Linked DNA regions of Mus musculus: region 2 is linked to region 1. The links are chromatin contacts, called in public HiChIP or PLAC-seq maps. All regions are on one chromosome and are shown on one strand. Each heading gives the region's core, a stretch centred on a gene start, on an enhancer-like site or on the middle of the called end of the contact. The rest is flanking DNA. Distances are from core to core; before and after follow the strand shown.

The links. HiChIP or PLAC-seq counts read pairs in DNA pulled down with a chosen protein or histone mark.
Region 2: an H3K27ac HiChIP or PLAC-seq map of SST interneurons shows a contact between it and region 1, with 16 times the contacts expected there. The contact joins two enhancer-like sites. A contact is called at or near these places in 4 of 484 Hi-C or Micro-C datasets (cerebellar granule neurons, embryonic stem cells, myocytes and 1 more) and 9 of 115 datasets of contacts at active chromatin or transcription factors (SST interneurons, VIP interneurons, astrocytes and 6 more).

Annotation. Positions count from the first base shown.
Region 1 is chr8:12,002,928-12,005,627 of GRCm38.p6, forward strand. No RefSeq gene overlaps it. Among named protein-coding and RNA genes, the nearest start is that of Tex29, 160 kb to the left of the region's middle. Within about 2 kb of position 1,259, at least 9 of the 459 cell types and tissues checked have an H3K27ac peak or open chromatin away from gene starts, as enhancers often do. A contact at or near this core is called in SST interneurons, where this site is marked.
Region 2 is chr8:12,327,411-12,330,110 of GRCm38.p6, forward strand. Gm51562 (a long non-coding RNA gene) reads right to left here. Exons shown (of 3, transcript XR_003947512.1): 3 at 834-1,343. Among named protein-coding and RNA genes, the nearest start is that of Gm51562, 3.7 kb to the right of the region's middle. Within about 2 kb of position 1,286, at least 25 of the 459 cell types and tissues checked have an H3K27ac peak or open chromatin away from gene starts, as enhancers often do. A contact at or near this core is called in SST interneurons, where this site is marked.

The DNA.
Region 1 (2,700 bases), core at 9-2,508:
CCCAATCCGGTTGGTGGCAGAGTAACTTTAAAAGGCTGAACATAGCGAGTTCTGACCAAGTCCTATGATTCATGGGGGAGCAACCACTGCTAATGGCTGATGGCTGACACTGTACCCAGGACTTTGGCCTCATCTATTCCATAATTTTCTCTCCACTACAGTTCCGGCTGTTTTTTCCAAATGCCTGTTTTTATCACCTTTTTTTTTTTTTCCAAGTTACCCTTCAACCAGCTTTTCATGCCCTCTGACTCCCTCCCTGAAGTTGGTCAGACCACCAGCATCTCAGCATGCCCACCCTCACTGTACCTTGCTTTTTTTTGGGGGGGGGGATGCTCTGAGTACTTCCAGGCACTGCCGTCAGGCCACTGTGGCTCCTTGTAACCACAGTCATCTAACAGTTCATTCATTGCAGGAGACCTACAACAGTGAATTTACACAACACAGTAGAGTCTGTTGGAGTTCTCAGTCTGCTTAAAGAAACTAAGAGGCCACTGTATGACAACAGACAGTATTCTATACACTAGGAAGCCGCTGTGTGAAACAGACAGTATCCCACACTAAGAAGGTGCTATGTGAAACAGACAGTATTCCACGCTTCCAGCCCTAACCAGGGAGCTCATGTCACTGAGCCACAAAGCTATTGTGTACCTGTGCTGCAGAAAGGGTCAGGATTTGGCTTCTTTCTCTCTCTCTCTCTCTCTCTCTCTCTCTCTCTCTCTCTCCTTACCTCTCCCAAAAGAGTGTATGTGTGTGTGTGTGTGTGTGTGTGTATGAGTGAGTGAGAGAGAGAGAGAGAGCAGCCTGAGGCATATAAGAATTATGAATTTATATGATTAGTGGCAATGACACTTAGTTGTTTCTTTGCTTACAAGTGAGGCCCAGATGTGGCTTCTGCTACTTCACTTACCAGGGTGGCTCGGAACCATCTTTTATTTAGAGTGAACTGAACGTTATTCTGGCCATTGTGCTTCTGTGCCTGCCAGCATGGATATTAATATATTACTCATTTCCACTAATTTCCCACAAATGCCGGGGAGGGTGTGGTGTAGAGAGAAGACATTCAAAACATACCATTTGGATTTTAAGGACAGCATTTGCAAAAGAGCAATTTCCATATATCAACACTTTTTGGTGTGATCCACGAAACATTTTGATATGATTTAGCAAAAACAGCTTTTGCATTGGGTGTGTTATAGCTGGCCTCATCTGCATCTCTAAAGACTGCAGAATGGAATCACATTAGGTAAAATTCAATGCCGCCAAGAAAGGAGTGCTCTGTTAATGCAGTCCTCTGGTAGAAATCTGAAATGCACAGAAGTCATACAATTCTGGGTTCCGGTTCTGGCAGTAATTACAGGCCGCTCAGATTTGCATAGTTTGGCATTGCAGATGCCCTGAGACTTTCTCGCCTTTGCTCAGTCCAACAATTGCTGGGAAGGAGACCTAGAGGTGATGGATCCATTGAAAACTGGCTTCTCTCAGTTTAATCACGGCGGGTATTTCCAAAGTGAAGCTTTGGGCACAGAGTCTTATTAGAAGTGGCAGCTGTGACACGAGGCAGGCCCTGAAGCAGAGCCGTGGGAGGGTACAGCTCTGCTTCCAGTAGGAACATGTGGTGTCAGGCCAGGGTCTATCTGCCAGCCCTACCATTCATCTCCATTCCAGCAAATCAAGCTTATGAAGATAGCTTCTTGGATGGGTGTGTGTGGGGATAGGCTCATGGGTGTTTATGGGGATAGGGTCATGGGTGTGTGTGGGGATAGGCTCATGGGTGTGTATGGGGATAGGGTCATGGGTGTGTGTGGGGATAGGCTCATGGGTGTGTGGGGGGATAGGCTCATGGGTGTGTATGGGGATAGGGTCATGGGTGTGTATGGGGATAGGGTCATGGGTGTGTATGGGGATAGGGTCATGGGTGTGTATGGGGATAGGCTCATGGGTGTGTGTGGGGATAGGCTCATGGGTGTGTGTGGGGATAGGCTCATGGGTGTGTGGGGGGATAGGCTCATGGGTGTGTATGGGGATAGGCTCATGGGTGTGTATGGGGATAGGCTCATGGGTGTGTGGGGGGATAGGCTCATGGGTGTGTATGGGGATAGGGTCATGGGTGTGTGTGGGGATAGGATCATGGGTGTGTATGGGGATAGTCATGGGTGTGTATGGGGATAGGCTCATGGGTGTGTGTGGGGATAGGATCATGGGTGTGTATGGGGATAGGTTCATGGGTGTGTGTAGGAATAGGGTCATGGGTGTGTATGGGAATAGGCTCAGGGGTGTGTATGGGGATAGGCTCAGGGGTGTGTATGGGGATAGGGTCATGAAGAGCTGCACTCATACCAGACTCACCCCTCTCCTGATGGTGCAGTACCACCGGTGCTGTCACTGCTGATGTCACTGTTGCCGCTGTCAACATTACCACTGTCACCATGACCACCATGACCACAGCCACCATCATCACTACCATTATCACCATCACCACCATTACCATCACCAGTGCTGCAACCACCACCATGATTTTTTTGCTCTATTCCAAGGTACTTAAAACACCAAATTGTATCATTTCTTTTTATTGGAGTGTATGGATTGTACAGAAGACTTGATTTCATGGTAACATTTTTATACATACATGTAAGGTACTATAGTCAGATCTCCCCACCCATGACCCCACTTGTCCCCTCTCCTCCCAGTGCCCCCTTCTCA
Region 2 (2,700 bases), core at 36-2,535, 320 kb after region 1:
GTCCTTGCTTGATGGAGAGCCATCAGCTAGGGATATCATTGGGTTCCAGTGACCCACAGCATGAGTGACCCTTGTACAGCTCGTTCCTTGGGGCCCTCCCTGGCTTGCAGGAAAGGATGAGGGGCAACGCCTTTCAAAAACTGACCCAACTCCATCTGCCTAAGATCCCGGGGTGGTGTTTGCCATCTGAGGTAGAAGGTGGGCACAGAGTGCTCATGAAGAGGTCAGAGGCTCACTGTATGTTGTGAGAACAGGCATGCTGGGAAAGGGGAAGACTGGGGGCTGCAACTACCTACAGGAGCTGGCCAGGGTGGGTCTCAGGCTGCACAGCGATGCAGCCTGCCTTGCTCCTCGGTGAGGAACATGCAGACGACAAAGTTCCTGTGCAATTTGTCTGAGGCTCCGCACCTCTCTAAGCAGCTGTCACCGCTGTGCATGATGGTGCATTGAATCTGAATGGGGCTCTCCACATCAAAACCTCGCTTCCATTATGATACCATCTCCCGCTCAGAGCTGTAATGCTTATTAATTCTGCGCCCATGCTCCCGGCTGAGGCAAATGTATTCCATCAGCCCAGCATTTAATTTAATTAGTACAGCTGGGCTCTCATTCTCCTCTCTGTGTCAGAGGTATTGTCAGCACGTTCTGCCGTAACACAATTACTGATTGCTTTTAGATAGGCAGAAATATGATTAGGGTATTGGGTGACTGTATCATAAGCCTTATTAGATTCATTTGAAATCTGGAGATAAATAGGAAACTTTTATTTGCAGTGTAATGAGATTATGCTTATTAGGCCAAGGCCTCGCAACCTTTTGCAAAGAACACAGCGGATCGGTCGGATTAGACCCTGGAACTACACTTTCTACTCTCGGCTCTGAGCAGCCACGCGGCCCCGTGCAGACTTAACTGTTGTCACCCTGCACATGGTTTGGATCTCAGCCGCCTGGGTCTCCTCGCCAGATAAAGGATGGGGGCAGCTCTTCTCCTTCTCCAAGTCTGGGGAAACACACCCATCTTGAAATGGAAGAGGAGGGAGCAGTCTTATATTTTGAAAAAAATCCATGTGCGGACTAAAAGGAGTTATTCTTCTCAGTGCATGTGTGTCGTTTATAGAGATTGGCATGCAGTAACCATCTCAAAAGTCCCTGAGCTCCATCAGAAGGCGACCATCCTGCCTGTTGTCATGATGATAGCAAGTGAGTCCCACGGTGCTGCATCCTCCATCCCCAGTGTTCATCAGAGGCCTTGAAGCTCCGTTGTGGGCAGGGCTCCTGAAAACACCCCTTCCTGCCTGGGACGCATGCGCAAAGATGTGGCAGAGCTGTGATTGAGGCTACCTCCTGTGTCATGAAGGAAGACATTGAAATTAAAGTGCAGCATTCCCTGAACTGAGCTGGGGCCGATGAAGTTACTGCTTATAAAATACAGGGCTTTCATATACAAGGAAAATTGTAACGTATTTTCTGAATATAAAAAAAAAAATCAAGGGACAATGCATAAATATTGTTTTTAGAGAAAAGATCCAAAATGTAAAACCTAAATTTATAAAGTGCATGCCATTTCCCTGACTCTTGTGATCTTCTCTGACTTAGTCCATTTTCACTGGGTCACCCTCAACAGGAACGTAATTTCAGCCAAGCTAAGTAGGCTGTTTCCAGTCATGTGTGAAAGTTGCTGTTAACTTACACAAAGGGAGGGACATTTATTTGTTTTGTTTTCAAGGTCTCTATTAACATATCTCAATTATGCACAATAGTGGTCTTCACTGTGACGTTGTATACTTGTAAATACTATATTTCTGTTACAGTCACTCAGTCATCTGCTTTCCAACTGGTCTCTCTTCTACTCTCATGCCGTGTGTGTGTGTGTGTGTGTGTGTGTGTGTGTGTGTGTGCATGTGTGTGAGCATGTATGTGACTATGCATGTATACATTGTGTGCATGCATGTGTGAGTGTGCATGTGTGCATGTGTGCGTGTCTGTCTATGTACATGCCTGTGTGCATGCATGTGTATAAGTGTGTGTCTGTGTGTGCATGCATGTGAGCATGTATGTGTACATATGTGCAAGTGTGTGTCTTTTTATGTACATGCATTGTGTGAGCATGTGTGTGTGCATGTATGTGTGAGAGTGTGTATGTGCCTGTAAGTGTGTGAGTGTGCCTGTGTACGTAAATGTGTGTAAGTATGTCAGCATGCATGTATCCATACATGTACATAAGAGAGATAGAGACAGGGGGAAAGATCCAGTGAGTTAGGGCTGCTTACTGGAGCATGGGTGAGGGTTTTACAGGCACATGGACACTGATTGGTCACTATACTACTGAAGTAGATGTTTCTTTCCCCACCTTCCCAGAAACCATCAACTGCCTGTAGACCCTCAGGAAGGGACGGGACTTGTGAGGCTCTTCCCCCAGCAGCGGGGAGAATTTGTGTTTTAGCTAAATGTATGTTCAAGTGAAGGGCTGTATGCAGAAGAACCTGTGTGACCCCACAACCCAAAGCAAAGAGTAGATGGGAGTCTGAAACTTGGGGGAGCAGAGCTTGTCTTGTAGGTGAGGAAGCTTTGGGGAAAAGTAATGGGACACCTTTATGTGGGAAGTGTACACAGAGCCACTACATTTGACTGTTGAGGATTTCAGAGGTTCAAATGCCTTCAGATCACGACGTGACCATGAAGGGTCCAGCTGAACTCGATC